Regions from separate parts of the Mus musculus genome. Here regions 1, 3, 4, 5, 6 and 7 are each linked to region 2. A link is a contact called in public HiCAR-type and promoter capture Hi-C data. All regions are on one chromosome and are shown on one strand. Each heading gives the region's core, a stretch centred on a gene start, on an enhancer-like site or on the middle of the called end of the contact. The rest is flanking DNA. Distances are from core to core; before and after follow the strand shown.

Region 1 (3,845 bases), core at 104-2,603, 2.6 Mb before region 2:
ATTAGTAAAAACTCCGCATGAGACAGACTGCTTTGAGGATAAAGCCTTGCAGATTTTTTGGTGGGTGTGATAACCTTTACCCGTTGGAAATAAATACCAAATCGTGGCACTCCCATATGAAACTATGTTAGGAGGAAAGACTCCCACAAACCAAGAGGAGGCAGGAGACATACCAAGCACACCCTAAAGCTGCACACATCCGGGTAAGGGCTGCACACAGAGTTATGCAATGTTTTGTTTGCTTGTATCTGAAAATCTCCACAGGAAGCTGAAGAATAGAACAAAAGCAAAACTTGCACTCGCAGGCCAGGAAACAAGGCTTCCAACCGTGCAACGCAGGTACAGAAAATTCACCTAGAGGGTGTATAATCAATAAAACTGACAAAATTTACATTACTTCCCTTTGTCCTTATTACCTGTTATCCCTCGTAGAAACCAAGGGTAACTTAAAAGGGGTAATGAATCCCGTTAATTACATCTTAGTTCAAAGAAAAGTCCCTAACAGGAAGGATCTTATGGCTGACCCGGACCAGTAGTGATGCGAAGAGAAGGCGTATTGTCTGGCTAATTTGTGAAAATACGGTGGGCTGGGTACAGCTCCAGCGGCAGCTAATGCCCGTCTCACGAACTCCATGCGACCTCTACTGTTAGGACAGTGGAGCTTGTGCCTCGACGTCACGATGGCTTTCGGCCTTTCTGGAAAACAAACGAACCAAACTAAACCAAAAACCAAACAACAAACCGAACAAACAAAAAACCCGAACGCAGTACAGAGCGGTAAAGCAAAGTCCTATCTTCATCCCAATTTTCTGGACATAACTGAATGTTCAGGATTTGGGAGGAGTGTTTTATTATTGTTGTTGCGTTTTCCCTCGCGCATTAAAAAGATGCCACCATTTTAACACGTGAAAGAAAGGACAGAACCCTTAGCCTTGGTTTTCAGTGTGTCACTTTCACATTCCGATTCAGGGAAGCTGGGGGGCATTCGTTGTAAAGGTATTAGCCTAGCAGTGCACATTATAAAGTTCTTGGACTTTGAGAAACTCAGGATTTTCCAAATTTAGCTACAAAGGGCACGGGAAGCCAACGGAGGGCCGGGTGCATCACACTGTTCTAGGAATTAGCTTTTTACTCGCTTCGGTGTGTCACTTCGGCCACAGAGGGAGACAGACGATTACGGCCCACGGAAGGCCGCGTGAGTCTCGTGAAGCTGGAGATGCGCTGGGTCTACCTTTCGCCGTCCGCTCCGCCTTGGCAGAGGCGCCGACACGCACCGAAGGCAGAGAACCCATCTCGTATGGGACCGCACCGGACACGGGCGCCTGGGCCAGGAGCAGAGCCGGGCCGTAGAATAGACATGGCCGTCGGGGGCGGGGCTTCGGAAGGTTTAACCAATCCAAACTGTTGTATTTTGCATAGCCCCAAAGCATTTTGGTTAACAGTAAAAACATCCTAAATTTAAGTATTTTAATTTAAACTTAGAACGAAGCGAGTATAAAAAGGATTATTTAACCCTAAAACGGATTCAGGATTTGTTATAATATCAAGTACAGTCGGCTACATAAGGTCACCACATGTGTAAAGTTACAAAATTCTATGGCCTTATATACCTACCAAGAGCCTGCTTACTCTCGGATGTGAGGGCGATCTGGCTGCGACATCTGTCACCCCATTGATCGCCAGGGTTGATTCGGCTGATCTGGCTGGCTAGGCGGGTGTCCCCTTCCTCCCTCACCGCTCCATGTGCGTCCCTCCCGAAGCTGCGCGCTCGGTCGAAGAGGACGACCTTCCCCGAATAGAGGAGGACCGGTCTTCGGTCAAGGGTATACGAGTAGCTGCGCTCCCCTGCTAGAACCTCCAAACAAGCTCTCAAGGTCCATTGTAGGAGAACGTAGGGTAGTCAAGCTTCCAAGACTCCAGACACATCCAAATGAGGCGCTGCATGTGGCAGTCTGCCTTTCTTTTGTAGTTCCTGCAATTTAATTTTCGTTTAAAACTTTATTTTATTCTTTAACTTAAAAAAAATATATATTTTTATTTTTTTAATTGGGTATTTATTTCATTTACATTTCCAATGCTATCCTATCCCAAAAGTCCCCCACACGCTTTCCCACCCACTCCCACTTCTTGGCCCTGTCATTCCCCTGTACTGAGGCATATAAAGTTTGCACGACCAAAGGGCCTCTCTTTCCACTGATGGCCGACTATGCAGCTAGAGACAGGAAAAAAATTTTTTTTTAATTAAAAATTTTTTAAATCTTTAAAAATTCTGTTATGTTAATAGATGTAAATAGAGATGTAAATATGTTTAAAAGGTGTGTGTGTGAGAGAGAGAGAGAGAATATGAGTTCAGGTGAAGGTTCCAAGCAGTCGTAACAAAGATTCTGTCTGGGAACAGTTCTACCCCACCTCTCTCTTTCTTCCTTCCTTCCTTCCTTCCTTCCTTCCTTCCTTCCTTCCTTCTTCCTTCCTCTCTCTCTCTCTCTCTCTCTCTCTTGTTTTAAACATTTATTTAGTTACTTGTTTGTTTGTTTCAGGTTTCCTCTGTGTGGCCCTAGCTGTTCAGGGACTTTCTCTGTAGACCAGGGTAGCATTGAATTTAGAGATCTGCCTGCCTCCCAAACTCTGGAAATAAGAGCATGAGCCTATTTACCAGTCCCTGCTTAAATTTATTTATTTAAAAAAATGTTATTAGGACAAATGCTATTACACTCGAAAAGGCAAACACCCAGGACAGGTAGGCTGTAACTTTAAGCTGCTGAAGGAGGAAAATGGAGAAGGTAATGAGCAAAGTCATCCCATTTAGTCTAGCACGGATAAGTGGCTTCATGGTGGGAGAGGGAACTTTAGAGAAAGAGTAAGAAGACCCAAAATGCTGGGGAAGCCCAAGCATTATGGAAGCATGCTTAGATTAGAAAAGAGAGAAGAAATCACACTTTTCTGTATAATTTAGAAAAGCAGGCAGATTGGTGACCCTGTAGACTGACATTCTGAAAATGAAAAGACAATGTCTCATTGTAAGGCTAATTGTTCTGCCTCATTAGCATGAATTACAGTAAACTCCCTAGAGTGGTTCTTTCACTGAGTGATTGACTTGGCCCAACTAGCTCATCAGGTTCTATTCTCTTGACCAGAAGGAATTTTATCTTAATACACGTTTATTACTACACACTAATATCCATCCCCCTCAAAAGGTAACCCTAACTAAAAATCAGGGATTAGCACCCTCATTAACACTTCTGGCAAGGACAAGGCTGTCAAGAGGCCCCGATATCATTTTTAGTTTTTAGTTTTTATTGCATTTTAACATTTTTATTTATATATGCACCACATGTGTATCTGATGCCGGAGGAGCTGAGAAGAGTGTGTTGGATCTCCTGAAACTGGGAGTTCCTGATGGTTGTGAACCACCAAAGGGTTGCCAAGAACACAGAACTCTGGTCCTCTCTAAGTGTAACAAGTGCTCTAAACCACTCAGCTGTCTCCCCAGTCTTTCATTTCTGGCTCTTAGCCAAGAAAAAAAAATGGTTATTTTTCTTGGGGTCTTATTACCCTAAGCTGCCTAGTTAGTTTCTACCTCTTGTTCTTGTCAGGGGCGACCTTAAATGCCATCAGGAATTGGGGTGATGAGTGACCTTGTTTCTCCCAAGTGATTGGGAACACTGGGTGTGACAGTGGGGTACCCCTAAAGTACATCAGTGTTTTTTGCTTGTATAATTCTGAAGTATAGGGAAGAATGGGTGTCAGGAAAAAGACATGGGGGAGAAGTAAGTAAGAGTGTGTTGTCTGCATTATGAGTTCTAGAAAAGGCATCAGGAGAAGTCAGAACAGAGGATGTTTTTAAA
Region 2 (3,734 bases), core at 42-2,541:
AACAGCATCTGTTAAAAACCACTGCCTTGCTTGGACCCATAAGATAACTAAAAACAGAGTAACCCCTAACATCTATGCTTTCATTTTGTGTCTGCCTTCCTGTTTTGGGTTGCCTAGGTACCTCTGCATGTGGACATATTTACCATTCAAGGACTTCTCTCATGGTCCTTCAGGATAAAGGCATAAAACTAAAGTATGAGAGACATCTTAGAGTCAGCTTTTACAATTACTCCTCAAAGGCACCTGTGGTCACTTTGGATTCCATGAAAATGGTCAGTTACCCATCCCATCCATGGTGGGGAGGATGCATCTTGGAACATGAGCACTTATCCTCTGAGAATGACATTGCCCCCTCAGGCAAAAGGGACTCTTGGGAACAACTTGCAGAACCAGTCTTAAAGAATGACCAGCCAGGACACATTGTGACCAGGATTGCTCAATTATACATACAAGAATGCTTCCTGCCCCAGTTGCTCTGCTTAAATCTAAAGCTCATATGGGCTTATTGACTTCTTTATCTGATCCTTTCCTAGGTGTGTGCATTAATGAAATATATCTCTGCTTCTCACCTTTACTCCTTTGTTTAGTTAGAGGCACCACACCTTGGTGCGATTTATGACCTTTTCTGCCATAAATTGCTTTAAAAAGACAAAACAAAACAAAACAAAACAAAACAAAACCCAAACCAAAAAAACCTCATGTAGCCCAGACTGGCCTTGAACTCTGTATGTAACTGACTGATAAACTTCTGGTACCCCTCCCTCTGCTTCAATTGCTGGGATCTGAGATTACAGGCATGTAACACCACATCCAATTTATACATTATTTGGAATTAAATCTAGGGCTTTGTGTATGCTTGTGTAAGCACCCTACCAACTGTGCTACGATCCCAGTTCCTTAGCTTTTATCTGTCTTCCATGACAAGTTTGAAAGGCTTTCCCATTATCACGCTCTCCCATTAGTAACCAAGGGATTAAGAAAAGCCTTACTCTGTATTATTTGTTTACAAAAGGCCCACCATGCAAGAAGGAAATGTATTACCCAAAAAAAAAAAAAAAAAAAAAAAAAAAGCCTATAGATAGGCTTTCTACCTTCCAGAGGGTCACGGGCAGGTACATATACAGGAGCAGAAAGCATTTTTCTCAGCCTAGTGTCTGTACCCTCTTATAACAACACCCTTCCCATTGTAAAGGACCAGGTCCGTATGTATGGAGCCGCACCCTTCTCCCTTGAACTACAACTCCCAGCATGCAGTCTGCCCCACGAGTACGCACGCGCGTGGGAGGGGACAGTGAAGGGGAACCAGCAATACAGACAGCGCGGTCGGGTTTAGGGGCAGCTGGCGGGAGGATTCGGCAACTCCCTGAACTTGAGGCACCGCGGAGTGTGGGCGCCGGGAAGAGCGATTCAAACCTTGCGGACTGTGCAGTGGGTCGGCGGCCAGACAGGTGAGTTCAGCCCAGTGCTTTCCAGGAAGTCCGTCGGCGGGCGCGGCAGCGGGTCGCTCCGGCCTGGGCGACTAAGAAGGGAGCGGCTGTGCTTCCTGCGCCTTGCCCGCGGGCCTCGCTAGAGAGCAGAGGGTGCCGGGCCGTTCTGGGACGGCGAGCTGTGCTGGGTGTCGCCCGCGGCCAGGCGCGCAGGCTCTGGGCTGGGGTTGAGTCACTTGTGGCCGGCCAGCAGGGGTTCGGAACCGGCCGCCTGGGATTCGGGGCCGCCACTAGTATTTGAGACCGGTCTCCTGGAGTTCGGGACTGTCTACGTAGGGTTTGGGGTTTGGCTGTCTGGGTTTGGGACCGGCCGGTGCTCCGGAACCGGCGTAGCTGGGAAGCTGTCTGAGAAGCGCCTTGCCTTGCCGCCCCTCTACCCCAGCCTTCATCTCGCTGCCTGGCTGTTGTTGGATGAGAGGAAACCCACAAAACTTGGGACACACCCTTTTTGTGATTGAAATCTGGTGTCTTGCATTGGCCATTTTGCTTATCTGCTCTGCCCTGCCTTAGAATAAGTTTCTGGCTCCTGTGCAGCACAGCTGGGGCCAGCTGTGAAGCTGATGCGGGTTTGTTTTGAGGACGTGACTGGGTCGTTGTATCTTCGCTTACAGAAGTTGATGCGTTTCCTCCGCAAGTCTGCATTCTGATTACAAACAGAAATGGGAAACAGCCCCAATTTTTACTTTCCTTTTCTTTCTCGACTCTTTCCCTCTCTCTTCTCTGTTTAAGAATCCCCTTTCCCCTTTCGAATCCTACCACACACACACCCCACCCACGTTCCCTTTCTACTCTCCCATCCAACCCACCCCCCTCTTTCTTGTCTTCTAAGAATCACATTCCCAACTTGACCTCTGCTTCTCTTTAAAAAAAAAAAAAAAAAAAAAAAAAAACCCAAAAACCACAGTCATCTCTTTGGTAATGAACACTGCAGTAAAACTTATCCCAGGAGGTCATACTTAAACAGGAAATGAGCCTGTGGAGATTTGCTGGCTATGAGCAGTCTTCTTTGGTTTCTGACATTTAGTGCAGTTCATGTTTCTTTTTCTGAAAAACTTCGGAATAGGTTTTTTTTTTTGCATATTAAATTGATTAATCAATTGACCTGTCATTATTTTAGAAGAATAGCTTTGCTCAGACTCCTTTTTATTAGTTCTCTTCCTAGTCCTGGTCACACATTTTATACACATATATATCTCTTTTTGATATTTTGAGCTGTGTAGCTCAGGCTGGCCTTTAAGCCTCAGCTTCCCAGTACTTGAATTACAGACGGAGCCACCGAGTCTGGCCATGTCTATAATGTATTAAGAGCTGACAGTAGGGCCAGGAGAGAAGGCTCAGAAGGTGAGAACACACACTGAATCCCATCTCTGGTTCTACACGTGCCATCCATCATATTCCAATCTTAAACGACCTTGCCTTGCATCTCTCAGCATTTGTAGTTTATCTTAGAATGAGGTTGGTGGTAGCCAGGTAACCCATGATCATCCTATCCTTCTATGGTGTATGTGTGTTCAGGTCTTTGCATGCTCTTGTGTGTTCACATGTATGAACATGCATGTGGAAGCCTGGAAGTTGATGTCATATCCTCCTGGATCATATCCACTGAACCATATCCCTATTATCATTAAAGAATTAATCCATTTGGAAAACCATGGCTATGTGTATATCATTCCAACCTTGATGCTAGACAGGAATGACCGACCAAAGGTGTCTTCTTGAGGCTATTACTGCCCTGTAGCTGATTTATCCTTCATCTTTGTGGTAGGCCATTAGGCCACGCTTCACCAGATAGACATTAAATACTTATAGGTCAGATCCCATCACAATTCCTGGTTTTCAGTGTAAAAACAATTTTTTTTCAGGCTGGAGATATAGCTCAGTAAATAAAGGCTTGCCTAGCATGTGTAAGGACCTAGCACCACAAAAGCAGAAAGATAATTTTTCAATTCCCAGCAACTGGCTTGTGGCTTATTTATACAATAGGTTCAGTACAACAGAAAGAACCTAAGGGCCTACATCATGTAGGGACAACACTTTTCACCCATAACATGCATAAATCACCATGCCTGTTCATTTTGAAGTGGAGTTTAGAATTTGCATATCTTAAGTAGAAGTTACACTTTGAAAACCAAAATGGGGAGATAATTTTTAAAAGACATTTTAAGATGCTTATAATGGTTCTTTTAAGACAGGTGCTGATAATTGTAGTATCAGACACGATTGCAGGACTTGTCTAATTTTCAGTTA
Region 3 (3,358 bases), core at 586-3,085, 2.9 Mb before region 2:
GAGAAACCCTGTCTCGAAAAACCAAAAAAAAAAAAAAAAAATTGAAGGCCAGCCTCAGCAACATGAGTTTGAGGCCAGCCTGAGCTACATCAAGTTCTGTTTCAAACAAAAACAAAAGTAGGACATGAAATGGCTCTCTGGGTACAGGCGTTTGCTGCAAAGCCTGACTGAGTTAGATCCCATAGGTCCACGTAGTTGAGGGGCAAACCTGCCCCACGAAAGGTGGCCTCTGGCCTCTGGCCTCCGCACAGGGTGATGTGGCACACGCATTCACACACACTAAATAAATACCACTTTTAAAAAAAAGTTAAAAAACAACAGTTTGGGATGTGAAAAATAGTTGAAAACTAGAACTAGACAAGAAATGAGAAGCATCATGTAAATTTGCTTTGAACTGGTTCCAAATTGTTTTATATTTAAGTTTTTCCCTTGACTGTGGAACTCTTCCCCAGAAACAAATAGTTCCTTTGCAAATCCTGTGTGTTTTTGTGAACACTAGACAGAGGCCCTCAAATGCTCCTAGTAAGGTTGGTGCAAGAACATCAAATGTTTGTAACTGGGAAGTGATGTTGTACACCTGGGAGAGGAGATCCAATGATGGATAATCAGATAGGATATCTTTGAGCTAGGAACTGTAACTTGGTGATAGACACCCTAGGGTTCCATCTCCAGCACCCCATATCCCATTACAAAATAATTCTTTTTCCATCTCTAGCATTAAAAAACAAAACAAAGAAGTTCTTCTTTCCTCTGAGAAACACTTCTGTGTGCCTGCTCTGAGAGGCATTTAAAAATGGCCAGGGCTTTAATCCCAGCAGGTCCAGGTCGGATTCCTGTGAATTTGAAGTCAGCCTGGTCTACTACCTATTCCAGGGCAGCCAGGGCTAAAAAAGAGAGACCTTGTCTCAATAACAAAACAATGCTGGTATGATCGCTAGAATTGCAGCAAAGAAAGGGATGTAACTAACAAGGCAAGCCATTTTTGAGAAGCAGTGATTTCACAAGTGTTAGGGATGGGCGCTGGGAGATTGCTGATGCTGGTATTTAGATGAGACCATGTGGGGTGGATTAGATTATTTTCAGGTTTCTCATGTTCAATCAAATGGCTGTACATACACATGTACACATACAATCTTTTTAGTGTAACAAACCTAGAATCAAAGTAAAGCTAACTGTAGGATTGAAGCATATTCTGAACTGAACCCTTAGGGGTGTGAAGGCCGCTTCAGGTTTCCAGAGAATCAACCGGCATTGGATGGAATAAACCAAGGGGCCAGCCCAGGGGCAGATCGGTCGAGCTCTCCGCTACTGAGCTAAGCCCTTGGGTTCTAGAGCCGGGAAGGGTCCCCAACATTGTGTTCCTCTCCCAGCCAGGAGAGCATGGGCTGCGGGAGGCGAACAGAAGGATAGCGGGGCTGACGTCGGGAGGTGGCCTCCGTGGGAAGGGACACCCGGATCTTGACACAGCCTTGGCAGCGGAGTAAGGAAGAGTAGGGATAGATTCTGGCCGCCCTCTTGGCCAGCTTCTCGCCGCCCCACCCTCCGCTAGGGCCAAGAGTAATTCATACAAAAGGAGGGATCGCCTTCGCCTGGGGAAGTCCCAGGGACCGTCGCTAAATTCTCATAACCCATAATCCCGGTACCCGCCCCACCACAGTGCGAGGAGCATGCGCTCAGGGCTGAGCGCGGGGAGAGCAGAGCACACAAGCTCATAGACCCTGGTCGTGGGGGGAGGGGCGCACTGAGCGGGGGGGGGGGGGGTGATGGGGGGGAGGACCGGGGAGCTGGCGCGGGGCAAACTGGGAAAGCGGTGTCGTGTGCTGGCTCCGCCCTCTTCCCGAGGGTGGGGGAGAACGGTATATAAGTGCGGCAGTCGCCTTGGACGTTCTTTTTCGCAACGGGTTTGCCGTCAGAACGCAGGTGAGGGGCGGGTGTGGCTTCCGCGGGCCGCCGAGCTGGAGGTCCTGCTCCGAGCGGGCCGGGCCCCGCTGTCGTCGGCGGGGATTAGCTGCGAGCATTCCCGCTTCGAGTTGCGGGCGGCGCGGGAGGCAGAGTGCGAGGCCTAGCGGCAACCCCGTAGCCTCGCCTCGTGTCCGGCTTGAGGCCTAGCGTGGTGTCCGCGCCGCCGCCGCGTGCTACTCCGGCCGCACTCTGGTCTTTTTTTTTTTGTTGTTGTTGTTGCCCTGCTGCCTTCGATTGCCGTTCAGCAATAGGGGCTAACAAAGGGAGGGTGCGGGGCTTGCTCGCCCGGAGCCCGGAGAGGTCATGGTTGGGGAGGAATGGAGGGACAGGAGTGGCGGCTGGGGCCCGCCCGCCTTCGGAGCACATGTCCGACGCCACCTGGATGGGGCGAGGCCTGGGGTTTTTCCCGAAGCAACCAGGCTGGGGTTAGCGTGCCGAGGCCATGTGGCCCCAGCACCCGGCACGATCTGGCTTGGCGGCGCCGCGTTGCCCTGCCTCCCTAACTAGGGTGAGGCCATCCCGTCCGGCACCAGTTGCGTGCGTGGAAAGATGGCCGCTCCCGGGCCCTGTTGCAAGGAGCTCAAAATGGAGGACGCGGCAGCCCGGTGGAGCGGGCGGGTGAGTCACCCACACAAAGGAAGAGGGCCTGGTCCCTCACCGGCTGCTGCTTCCTGTGACCCCGTGGTCCTATCGGCCGCAATAGTCACCTCGGGCTTTTGAGCACGGCTAGTCGCGGCGGGGGGAGGGGATGTAATGGCGTTGGAGTTTGTTCACATTTGGTGGGTGGAGACTAGTCAGGCCAGCCTGGCGCTGGAAGTCATTTTTGGAATTTGTCCCCTTGAGTTTTGAGCGGAGCTAATTCTCGGGCTTCTTAGCGGTTCAAAGGTATCTTTTAAACCCTTTTTTAGGTGTTGTGAAAACCACCGCTAATTCAAAGCAAAAATGGGAAAGGAAAAGACTCACATCAACATCGTCGTAATCGGACACGTAGATTCCGGCAAGTCCACCACAACCGGCCACCTGATCTACAAATGTGGTGGAATCGACAAGCGAACCATCGAAAAGTTTGAGAAGGAGGCTGCTGAGGCAAGTATAAGGCAAAAGGAGGGATGGGAATTCTTTAAGCAGGGAGTAGAACCTAGGTCTTGGGTGTACTAATTAGAAGTCACTTTGCAGATGGGAAAGGGCTCCTTCAAGTACGCCTGGGTCTTAGACAAACTGAAAGCTGAGCGTGAGCGTGGTATCACTATTGACATCTCCCTGTGGAAATTCGAGACCAGCAAATACTATGTGACCATCATTGATGCCCCAGGACACAGAGACTTCATCAAAAACATGATTACAGGCACATCCCAGGTGTGTAAAATTTACCCATTCCTGACTCAGGATATTTTTT
Region 4 (3,445 bases), core at 437-2,936, 2.6 Mb before region 2:
TGCATGAGGGTCTTTATTCAAGCTCGAGCTTGGGCCACCAACCTTCCTGATGAAACAGGAAAGAGAGTGAACCCCCAGGTCTAAGTGAAGGGGGTTTATAAAGGAAAAAACTGCAGGCCGGGTTTCCAAGCCTTGGCATTCCATGAGAGGGTAAAGGAATTCTGCTCTTCAAACCTGATATCAGGTTTGTTCTGACAGCGGGGCGGAACGTGCAGCTGGAAAGGAACCTTTCCGACCTGGGAAAAGTACCTTGTGCTATAGGAAGCTGGTGTAGTTTTACAACTGGCCACAGCTGTCTGGGAACACTTAATTGTCTCTTTTTCATAGTCTAAGAGTGGGCTGTTATCATTTCAAGGGTATTGGGTTCTGTTTCCTTCGAGGGCAGGAGCCATCTGCACCTGAGAAAAGTTGGTTGTTAATCAAAAGGGGGTATGAGTCTCAGGGGAGGCTACGGGATGCTGCTTTCTTGTTCCCAAGGCTGGCATTTGCGCTCCCGAGTACGTACACACACACACACACACACACACACACACACACACACACACACACACACACACACACACACACACACACACACACACACACACACACACACACGAGCATCGTCACAGGGAGGGAGTGCTAACTGCTCTGACTCCACACAGGGCCAGGAGAGTGTAGGATTTGATGTGCAGGTTTCTCAGGTCTCTTCAACTTTTGAAGTTATAATGTGTGAGGGTGTTTTGGTGTGCCCAGTCATACTTAAGCTGTGCACAGACAACGCACGCGTGTCCATTGGATAGATGTCCATTTGCTATTTTCTTCAGAATCATGAGAGACTAGAAGTTAGACAGACAGGGAGAGGGGCCATGGATATGTAAGAAACCTGATGAACTTCCAAGATGGCTGGCTTCTTCTATACCCTCCAGGCTGAGACAAAAGCCTGGCCCCTTAAAACCAGGGCCTTGCAGGCTTTTACCTCCCAGCAGCAGGCCACTGCTGAGGGACTAACTCAACACCTTCTAGGCCATCTGGATTAGGGCTGGTTTACACGAGAGTCACAGGCCAGAGAAACTTCTTTTCTTTAAAGTGATTACCCTATATTGGGGGGGGGGGGTCTTCAGAGACTAAACAAACAAACAAACAAACAAATCCAGCCCTCGAGAAGAGATCGGGGATTTTTAGATTTTGTGGCTTCAGTGTTGCAGATCTTTTCTCTGTGTGTCTGCTGCATGTGGGTGGTTGCTTGCCTCCAGCAAGCCCCCTTCTTCAGCTGCTGAGTCTCTGCTCCTGTCTGCAGGGTTTGAGATTTCTTCACTGCTATCTGTTGCAGTTGAAATTCCTCCTGCCTTTTAATTACTTAAATGGCAGAGAAAACGAACCCTACCAAGACCTTTAGACCATACCAACCGCTCATCTACTAGGCAGAAAAAATTTGTGCCTTTTATTTGGCCTAAACAAGCTTTGAGATAGTGAACAGCAAATAAATCACAAAGTTAAAACAATTGCGGATTATAAACTGTAGCTTTAGCAAAATTATGTAACTACTCAGTGCAAGAGGAGTACACACACACACACGCACGCACACACATGTACGCACTCACTCACCTTATTCTTGTGGGATTGTTGTCTCCAGGCACTGGAAAGAAGCGGTTCTGCGAGCGAAAGTTCACCGTCCTGCAGGTCGTTTTGGAAGCTCCGCCCACCAGCCATTGAACATTTAAGAAATGTACACGCCCCCTAGGCACGTTGGTTAACGCTTTGTTTCCCGGGGAGAAGAACAGGTTTGCTCTAAAAGTTTTCGCTGACTCATTACTGAGTACACTCTTTGGGGGTGCTGACGCGAGGACTCCGATTCCTGTGCTGGAAGTGTTTACATTCTCTACGGGGGAACCCAGTAATATAAGCAGTTCAGATAAATGCACTGTATTCAAAATAACTATAACATCAACCTATTGAAAGGTTAGAGCTTGCAGATTTGTGAATTCATTGTATTCATTGCCAACAAAAGTACAGTAGAGAGGAATCAGCGACTGGGAGCATCGTGCTGTGGTCCATTCTTGTGATGCTAAAATAGACACTCAAGACTTTATTTTTGAAAACAAATTAGAGACGTACAGTTCTGGAGGTTGGGCAAGCCAAAATTGAGGGGCTTTCTTTCACTTGCTGAGGATGGGGTAAAATAAAAGAAAAAAAAAAGTGTGCCCTCCCTTGACGAGAGAGAAAGCGGCAAGCTCGTGCATTCACCTTAGGGGTGGACTCCCGATGAATGGGAAACTTTGCCCCCTCCCTCTCTTTCTCCTTAAAGAATTTTTTCCCCTTTCATTTTACCCTGTAGAATGGGGCAGATGGTTAAAAAGGCATGACCGCCATTCCTGGAACAGTCATAGGCAGCCCATCAAGAACCGTTTGTAGTTAAGGTTACAGGTGGGGCATAGCTCTGCCTTTGAGAAACAGAGGTACAGTCATGAACAGGAATAAACCTAGTTTGTCTTTACTGTAGGACGGCTTTGAAGCCTAAAACTGAGGCAAGCTAGTTCTTCAGTACCTAACCCGCTCCTCAGTGACATTAATTCACTCGTGACAGCGGAGCCCTCATCCACCTTATCACCTCTTTAAAAGTGCTGCCCCTCAAACCAGTTGCCCCAATGCAAAATGGCTTACGTTTCTGTAACAGGCTGGCAAAAATACATTTGAAAAGAGACACTTTGTGTCTCTCAGTCCGACTATCAGACTACGGAAACAATGGACCTCAAAGAAAAGGGACACTCCCCAGGAATCCAGTCAGAGGGGGATCTTGTCTCCTGGGAAACATTCCTTTGGCACAGTTTCTAAGAGTTAGTCAGAACGTCTTACAAGATGAGACTGAAGCACAGAAAAGCAGTGAGCACACGTGACCACTGCCTAGACCAGGACCGCTTAGATGTGCGTGCCTGAGGCTCTCTGGTTAAACTCTGAACTCACTTCAGTACCTGGAAGATGGACTTGAGGTGGGGAAGATGGGTGTGTCCCTGGATGCCTGGATCCCTGTTCTTTTTCCATATTGACTAAGTTTCCTTTTTCTGCTCTCTGCCCCCACCCCCACCCCCGGCCCCCCAAGACAGGCTTTCTCTGGTCTAGCCCGGCAGCCCTGGAATTTGCTCCCTAGACTAGGTTGGCCTCAAACTTACAGAGGTCTGCCTGCCTTTGCTGGGATTAAATCAAATTTAATTGTAGATCAATCATCTTAACTCTTAAAGGTGAGAGCAGGTTTTGATTTGGTTGTGGCAAAGAATCTTGGTAGGATGATGAGGCTCGAAAGAGTCCGGGAACTTAAGAAAGGCTCATGAAGCTACTCTTTGAGGTTAAATTAGTAAGACAGTTATGGAAGAGAGGCTGCCTTTGTGCAGCTGACTTCAAGCTGTCCAATAAGCTCTGGGATATAGCTCTCATTACCCATGCTGAGGTGGACTTCTCAGAGACGCAG
Region 5 (3,462 bases), core at 652-3,151, 2.5 Mb before region 2:
CTGGGTCTGGCTGTCAAGAGCACTTGCTGCTCTTGCAAGGGGCTCCAGTTTAGGTTTCCAGAATCCATGTGAAATGGCTCACAATCACCTCTAAGTCCAGTTGCAGGTGACCTGATACCTTCTGGCCTGTTTAGGAACCTTCACACTCATGGTGGCACATAAACTTACACAAGCGTACACACACAGAAGTAACAGTAAGCAAGTCTTTTAAAGAAAGGAATTAAAAGGCAGTTAAGAAATCTCGGGGAAGTCCCCGAAGAGCCACCATACGATTCCGAGGAAATAGAAGCCTCCTTCCAGGGTTCTTAGTCTCATTAATAAAATAATTTAAATTTGGACACAGACAGCACCTCAAGAACTAGGAAAACTAGGACTGGCGAGTTGTAAAACGGGAAACAGCCAGGAGGATGAGACTGAAGCAGAGAAACAGGCGTGGAACACGACCGGAAGGGGAACTTCGGAGGACAAGGAAGCTCAAAGCTTTAGTTAAGGAATGTAAAAGCATTCTTGGTCTCTAGCTAGAAAAAGTTTACCTGGTTCTGCCTGAATCTCATGGTGGCTTCTAGGGAATGACACCCTAGATTCTGGAAGAAAAATGACATTGTCTTAAATTGATTTCACCTTCCTAGGGGTAATCCCATGGGCCAAGTCCCTGACCTATATCCCACTAGATTAGTCTATAAGGGAGGAGCCAAGGACAGTCTCCACCTAGAGGTGGATTCCATTATTTACAAAATCTGCCGAGAATAGGTGACAGTGCTCAGCCCTAAATGGGACATATCTATATCCACTCCCCAGCCCCCAGCTCCGGGAACATTAAAGAAGATGGGGTGGAGAGAATGTAAGAGCCCGGGGACAGGAAAGAGTGTTCCGAGATGCTGTCTTTTGGATATGTCACGACAGGTGTATTCATCAGCCTACTGAAATTATGATAATTTCTACAAAATCAGGCCCAAAAGATAAGGCAATATTCCAGCATTAACTGGACTCAGTGGAATACAAACTAACTAAATAGACAACATACACAGGATTTGCAATTTCTTACTGTAATCAAGTTGCACCCCTCCCCTTTTACCTCCATGTCTTTGCCGAAGACGTACTTCATTTCTGAGCTCCAGAATAAAGTAGCACAATAAAATTTTAAGTTCTGTGAAGTCGGGTGAATGTAGCGTCCTGGCTGTTAGGTTCTAACACTTACAGAAACTCAATAAATGTTGTCTAAATGTCTGTCAGAGGCCAGGAAGCCCGTAAGTTTTGCTAGCATATGCCTGTAGGTGAAAAAGTTCTAAAATGTGCAATCCAAGTGCCTTCTATTGACGTGGAATCGGATGTTTGGACTGTAAGAAGTGGCACCGGGTTGGGGGTGGGTGGGTGTAAGTTCCGGCTCAACGTGGAACATTTGACTACAAATCCCAGCGTCCCTTGTAGTGTCCACTCCTTCAGGAGTCGGGTTTCAGGCCTTGAAAAGGGCCGTCCTTCCCCCGTTGTATTGTGGGATCTGTAGTTCGACGTGACTTGCGTTGGCTGTTACCACTCTCCGGCTGCACACATGAGCGTACGTTTTCTTCGGTTCAGAGTCTGTGGGGTTCAATGATTGTTGAGTTTTCGCTCTCTTTTCTCATTCTGACAGGGCACCCAGTGTCCAGGGCGCCTAAAGTACTGTCCCCTAATGTCCAATTAGGATCGACTCAGGGGGCTCTACTCCAAATTCAGGTTCAAACATTTTGAGCTAACGTCTGCTCCTTCCTGCCTGGGTGTTCTCAGCATCAAACAGGCGGGCTGAGTGAGGCGGGCCAGCTTAGCTCCACCGACGGCTGCACACAGTAGGCCCATCACCCTAGCTCGCGACGGGTGGCTGGTAGCCAAGCAGGCGGCGGCGACGGCGACGACGGCATTGCGCATGCGCGGCGCGGCGGCGCAGTTTCCGCAGCAGAGCAGGCAGCTCCGCCGCTGCGTCCAGACGTCTCCTGCTGGGCCGACGCTCAGCTCTTCGCTCGGTGCTCGGCCTCCGCTGGCGACCGGCGACCCCTCCGCAGCTCGAGTCCCCGGCCGCCGCAGCGCGCCTGCCTCCGGCCCCCTGTCCCGCGAAAATGGCTGCCGTACGCCGGGCCCGCAGTTATTGCCGCTGCCTGGTGCGCTTCTCCGACCGAGAACTCTGCTAAGCCGCGCTGCAGCAGACGGGCAGGAGTAGACACCGGGCAGCCGCCACCCCTCCGGGAGCCGGGCGCGGGAAGCCCCTCGACTGGGCCGGCCGCCGGCCAGCATGGTAACCGAGGAGGGAGGGCAGCAAGGGCCGGGTGGTGAGGGCAGGGTTTGACGGATAGCCGAGGAAAGGCCCGCTTCGGTCACTCCAGACTGTCCGAGCTGGGAGTCGGGTCTCAGGTGACCTGTCCTGGCTTCTGCACAAGGGAGGTGGCCCTGGCAAGCGGTGACACTTGTTGATCGCTTCTGTTCTGGCAGCCCGGCCCATAGATGATTTCGGGAGCTCCACGTTTGGGACGCACGCCCTCGAGGTGTCAGTGGCCCTGGTAGGATATTCGCAGGCAGTGCTGGCAAACTGGACTTGGAGGGATTCTTGCCAAGTTTCTTGATAGCGAGGGCCTAAGCCGCTTCTCTGCTGTGCGGACGGAGAGACTGCGCCAAGCTCCATGTGTGACAGCTCCGGTCTCACGGGACTGTTGCATGGAGTATGTAGGCTCTGCAGTGACTTAAGAAACTAGTTTCCGGCTAGGGCTGGATGATTTAAGAATGAAAGATACCAGACTGACTGGGAGAACACTCAAGTGGCTTTTTTTTTTTTTTTAACATGAATTGGCTGCAACGGTTTATTTTATGAAACTAGTCTGGTGCACAGAAAACACACTAATTGATTCTTCTTCTAAACTTTCAAAAGTAGTCCTCAAACCACGATTAAGCCCTTAACCTTCTTTATGTTCAGTTAATCTCATCTGCGAAGAAACTAACCCACTAAACTATACCATGATGCTTGAGTAATTTTCAACTATGAAAATACTGATGATTAACTAAGCTCCTGCTTATTTCAAGTGGGATTAAAATCGACTAAATGTAGTAAAATTCCAGTTCCTACTGTCAAAATCAAGGTTAACAATGGATTCTGTTCTGAGATAGGCATTCTGTATTCAACTAGTTATTTTTGAGCCTCCGACTAGCCTGGCATGGTGTGGGGTTTGGTGCAGTACCAGATCTTCAATATTAGCAAACCTATTAACTGTGATCTGTGATAAACTTTTAATCACATCTGAAAAGATGACCCAGAATTCAGAATCACTAATTCTCTTTACAGATCTCTCTCTCTCTCCCTCCCTCTCTCCCTCTCCTTAAATTAATGTTTTAAAGTGTGTGCTAGATTTATGTTAACTTGACACAGACTAGAGTCATCTGAGAGGAAGGCACGCCTCACCTGAGAAAGTGTCTCCGAAAGATCAGGCTGCAGTCAAGCCT
Region 6 (3,805 bases), core at 945-3,444, 2.5 Mb after region 2:
AGTGTACCCATGTACATAAAATAAATCTTTAAAAAAACCAAGAATCACTAACTAATAAATACATAAGGGTAGCATGACAGCACATAGGCTTACTATGGGATATTTTCTAAAATCTCAATTAGGTTGTCAGTAGTTAAAAATCATATTTTATATTAAAATTGTTATTTCTTCCAGGCATCGTAGCACATGCTCATATTCCCAACAGTTGGGTCCAGGCAAGAGGATCAGGAACTCAAGGTTACCCTCTGGCTGCACTGCCAGTTGGCGGCCAGTCTGGATTCCATAACAGGTTCTCGGAGAACAAGTCAATAAAAACCTTAAAAAGGAACCTATAGGGAATGCAAGTTTGAGGGTGGTGTGAGACAGAGATGCATCCTCTTCTATCAGGGGATGTTCCCAGGGAGTTATTTTGTGTGTATTTGCCTGTGAGTTATTTTGTGTGTATTTGCCTGTGAGTTATTTTGCATTTGAGTGTTTGTTCTGGTTCTTTATGATAGGCAGGCTGCTCTAGATTACAATTCTGCCTTCACCACCCCAGTGTTAGGATGACAGGTGTGCGCCACTAACATGGCTGCTGGAAGTCTTCTCAGAGCGTTTAAACTGGTAATTTTCAAAATGGCAAAAGGAGGGGAAGGGATGGCTGACGGCTTTCAAGTCGTTTAATACTTTTTCTCCAAGAGGTGCCCGAAAGGACTCAGAAGTGAGTGTCTCTGTTTAAGCTTCCTCTAAAGGATGATAGAGAGAGGGGACAAGTGACCTCACTATGCCTTCTGCAGTAGCTGTAACTCTTTTAAGCAAGCTGTATGACAAAAGCGATTTTTAAGAGGCTGTAAAACTTCACTGAGCCAGGTGTGGTGGTGCAGGATTTTAATTCCAGCACCAGGTGTGGGCAGAGACTATGTGAGTCTGAGGCCTGTCTGGTCTAAAGAGCTGAGTTCCAAGCCAGCCAAGGCTACATAGTAAGAGCCTATCTCAAAAAAAGCAAAAGCAAATTATGTTGAGTTCTTTTGATATTTTAGGAGAAATCAAACGCAAATCATTTGCATGCCTTCTTTGAGAAAAATGGGGTGGGGGTGTAGAAGATTTTGCTTCTCGATCCAACAACTGAAAACAGTAGAAAGTGACAAATGAACAACACAGCACTTTCCGTGTCAACCCCCTCAGCATCTGGGTCAGAGGCTGTGAATGAAGAGAGCACAGGGAAGGAGCCACACACTTTCTGGACTCCGATATGGATCCTTAATCCAAGCCTCAGGTCACAAAAATAATCAGCAACTCCTTCCTGTACTGTAAGGAGCTTGCCCTAAATAGTTCTCAGGCATAATTTAAGCTCGCCGAGGAAAGAAAAGCATGTCTTCTCCTGGATTATACAGTTGACCACACAAAAGACAATTTATGTGTATGGGTGTTCGTCTTCATGTATGTATCTGCAATAGCACGCATGCCTGGTACCCTCGGAGACACCAGGCTAGTATATGGGTATTCTGCAAGTGCAGTCAGTGTTTTTAAGCCCTGAACCAGTTCTCCAGCCCCCACCAACTAATTTTTTAAATGCCTTGATTGCTGGTCATGATGGCCCATGCTTTTGATCCCAACATCCATAAGACAGAGGCAGGAGTTTGAGGCCAGTCTGGTCTACACAGCAAGTTCCAGGCCAGCCACGGTTATATAAGACTGTGGCCCTGTCACAAAGATAAGAGGAGACAGAGTGTGGTGGCTTAGGCATTAAATCCCAGCACTCATGAGGCAGAGACGGTAATTCTCCCGAGTTCAAGGCCAGTCTGATCTACATAGTGAGATCGACTCCAGAAAATAAAAAGTTGATTAGAAAATAGATAATTAGGGATAGAGAAATCCATTGGGGTGGTAAAAAATTGATAATAAAAATTCATTGAGTTATAACTTTTTCCTATTATTGTAAGAACCGTGATGAAACTTCCCACGCGAGGACGTGGCGTGAGGGATGAGCACCGCGGTCACCCGGGAGCTGGTCCTCAGCGATGCACTGCCTCCCTCTGCTCTGTTACCTCCGAGCGCCTCCTCGGCGGGCGCTGTGCGAGGTGTGTCAGGCGGAGTAAAGAATCCAGAATCTTTATTTTTGTCTTTTCCAGCATTGAACACTGGTCAGGGAGGTTTGCTCCTGACCCACCCGGAGACTCATCCGCTTCCGGCAGCACTTCCTGCCGCGGTAGTGCCGGAGCAGCGAAGGGACGGCGGCTCGCGGGGCCCAATCTTAGTGGCATGTGTCCGCCTACAAGAAAGTGAGGGGCGGGCACCGTGGGCTGCAGGTAGCCGGGGAGGATGGAGTCCCAGGCCGCCGACTATAACCCGGCCTCCCGCAATCTCCACGGCAGCTCGGGAGAAATGAAGCTGCGGAGGAGGAAGTCCAGGCAGTACGTGAGCGCGCAGGAGAAACGCTCTCCGCGCCGTGGTGAGTGCCGGGCTCACGGCAGAGCTCGGGGCACCTGGGACTACACAGCGTGGTGGCAATGAGCTCAGGCTCGCTGAACACAGTCTCTTCGCTGTGTTGTGCTGACTGTGCTTAGACGTGTCTCAATCCTCCTGCATCAGTCTCCCCAGTGCTGTGTGGTGATGTCACATCATCACACCTGGCATACAGATTTTCACATAAAATCTTTCCCTACCTCCAAGCACCACCACTGTTGGTAACTAAAGCGAAAATACAGGCTGCCTGCACACTGGGAAAAGCAAACTTTGGAAACAGCCGACCGACTACCTAGTCAGTAACAGTATTTTTGTGTTGGGCAAAGCAGTTTCTGAACCTTAGCATCCTCACAAGTAAAACAGGTTCAGACTCACCAGTGGTTAACAAATTGTGTGTGTGTGTGCGTTGTGTGTTCTTTAGTGGGGTTTGTATCTATTTTTTGCGGTGGGGGGAGGTGTTCGTGGGTTGTTTTCTATTCCCTACAGATTGCTAGGGAATAGAAAACACTCCATGGCCTCAGCAAGCTAGACAAGAGTTCCACCCCTGAGCTAGTGCCTCAGCTAGCTCAGTGGAGTGCTGTGGAAGGTGTTAACAGAGAGGGAGCCAGTGCACCGGGCATGTGGCATTGGGGGGTGGGGGGAACTCGCTCACTTTTATGCCACACTTACTGCTTTGATTTGCTTTCCAGGTCTTCTTGGAGAAAACACTTACCTGGTCTTGTTTACCATCGCTCTGCGAATACTTAACTGCTTCTTAGTGCAGACAAGCTTTGTTCCTGATGAATACTGGCAGTCCCTCGAAGTTGCACACCGCATGGTTTTCAGATATCCTTTATGGTTTCTTTTCCACTCTGAGTGTGTCTTCATCTTAGGAGCTCAGTTCATGATTATATCTTTTCAGTAATTCTTTGAATAATTTCAGCTCAACCAAGTATGCTGTTGTTGTGTGCTGATAGTTACCGTATGTCTCCCTTTGACACAGACTTGACAGAGAAGAAAAACACACACACACACACAAAGAAAATATAGGCATGGTATCACATGACTTTTTAATCCCACCCAGTATTTAGGAGGCAGAAGCAGGTGGATTTCTGAGTTTGAGGCCAGCCTGATCTACAGAGCTAGTTCTAGGACAGCCAGGGCTATACAGAGAAACCCTGTCTCGGAAAACAAACAAAAATCAACAAACAAACAAAACACCAACAACAAAAGAACACCAACAAATGACTTGACGCTGCCTTTGAATTAGTATATACACCTAAATGATTTGTAGCCCCCGGATATAGAGAAAGTAAAAAGCACAATCCGTCCCAGCGTTTGGGAGGCTGAAGCAGCAGGATCGGAAGTTCAAGGATAGCCT
Region 7 (3,582 bases), core at 939-3,438, 2.9 Mb before region 2:
GAGGCAGAGGCAGAGGCAGAGGCAGAGGCAGAGGCAGAGGCAGAGGCAGAGGCAGAGGCAGAGGCAGAGGCAGAGGCAGAGGCAGAGGCAGAGGCAGAGGCAGAGGCAGAGGCAGAGGCAGAGGCAGGGGATCTCTTGAGTTCAAGGCCTGATCTACAGAGTGAGTTCCAGGATAATCAGGGCCACACAAAGAAACCCTGCATCAATCCTGCCCCCTCCCCAAAGAATCATAAACCCAGTTGACACTTACCTGGGAGAATCCCTCTCACCTACATTTGAAGACCAGGCATTAATCTGTTCACATGCTATGTATTCAGTGCAGAATCTTCCCTTTTCAACGAAGACATTACTCATAGACTCAGAACCAGAAAGTTCAGTTGTAGCCCAAGGACAGATAATAAAGACAATAGAAACCGAGTTTCTGTTTGGGAAGTCTATAAAACCCTCATGTGGAAGGTAGTTTGTTACTCTTGTATCAGCGTCCCCAGGATGGACCTCGGATTTATTGTTTGAGACAAGATCTCACTCTCTTATCCAGGCTTGTACTTCTGGGCTCAAAGATGCTCTGCTTAAGCCTCCAGAGCAGCTGGAGCTACGGACCTATGCTCCCACAGGTGATGCTAAGAGTTGATTAACTAGAAAGATTCACAACTAAAAGAATTACAATTACAGTATGGTTGTCGCAGTGAATTTTGCTCCTTTCAAAAATCATTGTTCAAACTTCATTCTCTCCGATGCTCATGCCTATTCCATACTCTATTGCACTGTTTTCTTCTTTTTAATTCCTCCTCCTCCTCACCCTCCTCCTCCTCCTCCTCTCCCTCCCTTCTCTTCTTCTTTTCCTCCAGATAGGGTTTCGATGTATAGCCCTGACTGTTTTAGAACTAGCTCTGTAGATCTCCAGCTTACTGCCTCTGCTTCCCTAGTGCTGAGACTAATAATGGAGAATGCCACTCTACTGGCAAGACCTCACAGAGAGGTCTCCTGCTCAAGTGTATTTCTGCAAAGTAGGCAGCGTTTCCATTCCCAGGTGTGTCTACTTGCCATTCAAAAGCGAATGCTTGTTAGACAAGTTCCCATTTTGAAAACTCATGTACAGGCATTGACAGGAAGGAGGGAAGAGAGTTGCAGGGTCAATAGGATGGCAGCACACTGATCGGTGTCTTTTTATTCAGGCTACATGTATCTCATAATATATGGTACATACACACGCGCGCGCGTGCGCGCGCGCACACACACACACACACACACACACACACACACTCACACACACACACACACACTTTACAAAAAGTTACACAGAGCAGCAATTTTTGAGCTTTATTTTAAGGGACACACAGGATTGCATAATAAGGTGTGGAATATAGTAATGTTATTATTATAACATTCTGATGTTAGTTGAAAACTAAGTGTTGTTCTGAGCCATGTAAATCTTCAGAAGACAGGTTTTTGTTTTTGTTAGCACAGTGGAAGGCAAAATGAGTTCCGCCAAGAACAACTTTAAAAGAAGCAGCCACTGTTGACGAGACCGACTTTAGAAATCGCTTTCTGAAAGTCTGCATTAAAGGACTACGGAATCTCAGCAGCCAAATCAGGATGGCTTACACCGTGCTGCTCATGAAACTCACACAGGCACTTTGAATATGTTCTTTAAGAGTCGGTGTGCTTTTTAGAAAGATAAGTTGAAATACTAATTCCAAGCAGTTAAATCTAACTTGAAAAGGTTCAGTGAGTTTCTATTTCTCATTAACAAGAACAGTAAATTTTGATTTAAAGTTTACATAAACCGGGCGAGGTGACGCACGCCTTTAATCCCAGCACTTGGGAGGCAGAGGCAGGCGGATTTCTGAGTTCGACGCCAGCCTGGTTTACAGTGAGTCCCAGGACAGCCAGGGCTACACAGAGAAACCCTGTCTCGAAAAACAAAAAAAACAAAAAACAACAAAAAAGTTTACATAAAAAAGTTGTTTATCAACTACAAATGTACGAGAGACAGTAGTGTCCTGAAACACATCTTGGTGGTAGGCGGCAAATCTAGCCATCTGAGCTGTCAGTGGTTTCCGCGTCTGTGCGGTAAAGGAGAGGTTTCCCGGCCAGTGGCTCAGTGGGTGGTTCCCCAGCTAGTGGCTCTGCTGGTCCCCACTGGTGAAAAAGTTCGCATCTCTTGGACCGCCTCTTCCTGGCGCTGACTTCACGCGTGCTCCTGCGCCTGCTCGCGGCGGATACTGACCGGCTACGTTCCCGCCATATATTTAAGTTTCATTTCCAGCGGCCACTGAGAGTTCCCCTTTTCGCGGCCTTTCTTCGAAGTCGATTTATTCTTTCCCGGACCGAAGAGCGGCAGATATGGAAGATCCGCGTAGAAGGACGACGGCGCCACGCGCTAAGAAGCCGTCCGCGAAGCGCGCCCCGACGCAGCCCAGCAGGACCAGGGCCCACGCGGAAAGCTGCGGCCCGCAAAGGGGGGCTCGATCGCGGCGGGCGGAGCGTGACGGGGACACCACGGAGAAGCCACGTGCCCCAGGGCCCCGAGTGCATCCAGCAAGGGCCACTGAGCTCACCAAAGATGCACAGCCCTCGGCCATGGACGCGGCAGGAGCCACCGCGCGGCCTGCCGTCCGGGTGCCCCAGCAGCAGGCCATCCTGGATCCGGAGCTGCCCGCCGTACGGGAGCCCCAGCCGCCCGCGGATCCCGAGGCGCGGAAAGTCGTAAGGGGACCTAGCCACAGAAGGGGCGCGCGCTCCACCGGGCAGCCCAGAGCGCCGCGAGGGTCCAGGAAGGAACCGGACAAGCTAAAGAAGGTGCTGGACAAATTGAGATTGAAACGCAAAGATATCTCGGAGGCGGCCGAGACGGTGAATAAAGTTGTGGAACGCCTGCTGCGCAGAATGCAGAAACGGGAGTCGGAGTTCAAAGGTGTGGAGCAGCTGAACACTGGCAGCTACTATGAACATGTGAAGGTGAGCGTCAAGACCTGCTGGAGGGGCTCCGGCCCCACTCCTCACTTGCCTCCTCAGCTGTTTGGGGGTCCCACACTCTTAGGGCCCCCCTCCCTTGGAACACCCCAGTCTTTTTTTTTTTTTTTTAATTCATCCAGTTAGCTCACAGCAAGCAATATTGATAGCTAGTTAGTTTGCTTTGGAGGGATGGGACAGGTGACCTTAAAGTAGTCGCAGGGGAGTCATCTTTATTAATCCTTCCCCAACTATAGCCTCTAGATTGAATCTAGTCCATCCCTGAGACTTTGGGACCGCCTGCAATTAGGGCAGAATTGTATACAACTAATTGGGAGAGGTGGCTGGGTACTCAAGTGAGGGTCCGTTGACATTGTCGCACCCCCTATGAGCGAACGTCATCTACAAGCCTACCTCTAATGCTCTTCGGAGAGTAGGCCCGGCTGAGTTCCTGAAGATGATGGTGATAGCTATTCTCTGCTAGTGAAATGAGCCAATTCAAGCCAAATTAAAATATATTAAGGCAGGTTTATTAGAAAGCTGCTCTTGGGCAGGTTCACTGGTCCTAAGAAAAAGGCCAGGGTAGTCACTGTGGGGAGGGAGACAGAGGGAAGAGGGAAGAGAGAG

The links. Promoter capture Hi-C pulls out the DNA fragments that hold promoters and counts their contacts. HiCAR-type assays count read pairs that join an accessible place to other places. Capture Hi-C pulls out chosen DNA fragments and counts their contacts.
Region 1: a contact with region 2 is called in a HiCAR-type map of astrocytes, with 6 times the contacts expected there. The contact joins the promoter of C920006O11Rik here to the promoter of Tmod3 in region 2. A contact is called at or near these places in 2 of 39 promoter capture datasets (hippocampal neurons and pre-B cells) and 1 of 115 datasets of contacts at active chromatin or transcription factors (astrocytes).
Region 3: a HiCAR-type map of astrocytes shows a contact between it and region 2, with 6 times the contacts expected there. The contact joins the promoter of Eef1a1 here to the promoter of Tmod3 in region 2. A contact is called at or near these places in 1 of 39 promoter capture datasets (erythroid cells), 1 of 115 datasets of contacts at active chromatin or transcription factors (astrocytes) and 2 of 9 other capture datasets (adipose tissue and liver).
Region 4: a promoter capture Hi-C map of pre-B cells shows a contact between it and region 2, with 4 times the contacts expected there. The contact joins the promoter of Gsta4 here to the promoter of Tmod3 in region 2. A contact is called at or near these places in 2 of 39 promoter capture datasets (embryonic stem cells and pre-B cells) and 1 of 115 datasets of contacts at active chromatin or transcription factors (astrocytes).
Region 5: a contact with region 2 is called in a HiCAR-type map of astrocytes, with 6 times the contacts expected there. The contact joins the promoter of Fbxo9 here to the promoter of Tmod3 in region 2. A contact is called at or near these places in 3 of 39 promoter capture datasets (embryonic stem cells, liver and pre-B cells), 2 of 115 datasets of contacts at active chromatin or transcription factors (astrocytes and embryonic stem cells) and 2 of 9 other capture datasets (adipose tissue and liver).
Region 6: a promoter capture Hi-C map of adipose tissue shows a contact between it and region 2, with 3 times the contacts expected there. The contact joins the promoter of Pigb here to the promoter of Tmod3 in region 2. A contact is called at or near these places in 3 of 39 promoter capture datasets (embryonic stem cells, liver and pre-B cells) and 1 of 9 other capture datasets (adipose tissue).
Region 7: a promoter capture Hi-C map of erythroid cells shows a contact between it and region 2, with 34 times the contacts expected there. The contact joins the promoter of Cgas here to the promoter of Tmod3 in region 2. A contact is called at or near these places in 1 of 39 promoter capture datasets (erythroid cells), 1 of 115 datasets of contacts at active chromatin or transcription factors (thymic regulatory T cells) and 2 of 9 other capture datasets (adipose tissue and liver).

What each region holds. Positions count from the first base shown.
Region 1 is chr9:78,173,422-78,177,266 of GRCm38.p6, reverse strand. C920006O11Rik (RIKEN cDNA C920006O11 gene) reads right to left here and starts at 1,353. Exons shown (of 4, transcript NR_040401.1): 1 at 1,232-1,353; 2 at 525-696; 3 at 174-268. Rn7sk (RNA, 7SK, nuclear) reads left to right here and starts at 1,634; the gene lies at 1,634-1,965.
Region 2 is chr9:75,557,214-75,560,947 of GRCm38.p6, reverse strand. It overlaps Tmod3 (tropomodulin 3), which reads left to right and starts at 1,291. Exons shown (of 10, transcript NM_016963.2): 1 at 1,291-1,448.
Region 3 is chr9:78,480,201-78,483,558 of GRCm38.p6, reverse strand. Eef1a1 (eukaryotic translation elongation factor 1 alpha 1) reads left to right here and starts at 1,835. Exons shown (of 8, transcript NM_010106.2): 1 at 1,835-1,920; 2 at 2,871-3,048; 3 at 3,139-3,318. The coding sequence starts at 2,905.
Region 4 is chr9:78,190,207-78,193,651 of GRCm38.p6, reverse strand. Gsta4 (glutathione S-transferase, alpha 4) reads right to left here and starts at 1,686. Exons shown (of 7, transcript NM_010357.3): 1 at 1,588-1,686.
Region 5 is chr9:78,107,095-78,110,556 of GRCm38.p6, reverse strand. It overlaps Fbxo9 (f-box protein 9), which reads left to right and starts at 1,901. Exons shown (of 13, transcript NM_023605.2): 1 at 1,901-2,266. The coding sequence starts at 2,264. It also overlaps a transcript of Cilk1 not described here.
Region 6 is chr9:73,038,088-73,041,892 of GRCm38.p6, reverse strand. Pigb (phosphatidylinositol glycan anchor biosynthesis, class B) reads left to right here and starts at 2,194. Exons shown (of 12, transcript NM_018889.3): 1 at 2,194-2,431; 2 at 3,135-3,270. The coding sequence starts at 2,302. It overlaps Pigbos1 (Pigb opposite strand 1), which reads right to left and starts at 2,175. Exons shown (of 2, transcript NM_001308425.1): 1 at 2,028-2,175.
Region 7 is chr9:78,441,843-78,445,424 of GRCm38.p6, reverse strand. Cgas (cyclic GMP-AMP synthase) reads left to right here and starts at 2,188. Exons shown (of 5, transcript NM_173386.5): 1 at 2,188-2,961. The coding sequence starts at 2,347. It also overlaps a transcript of Mto1 not described here.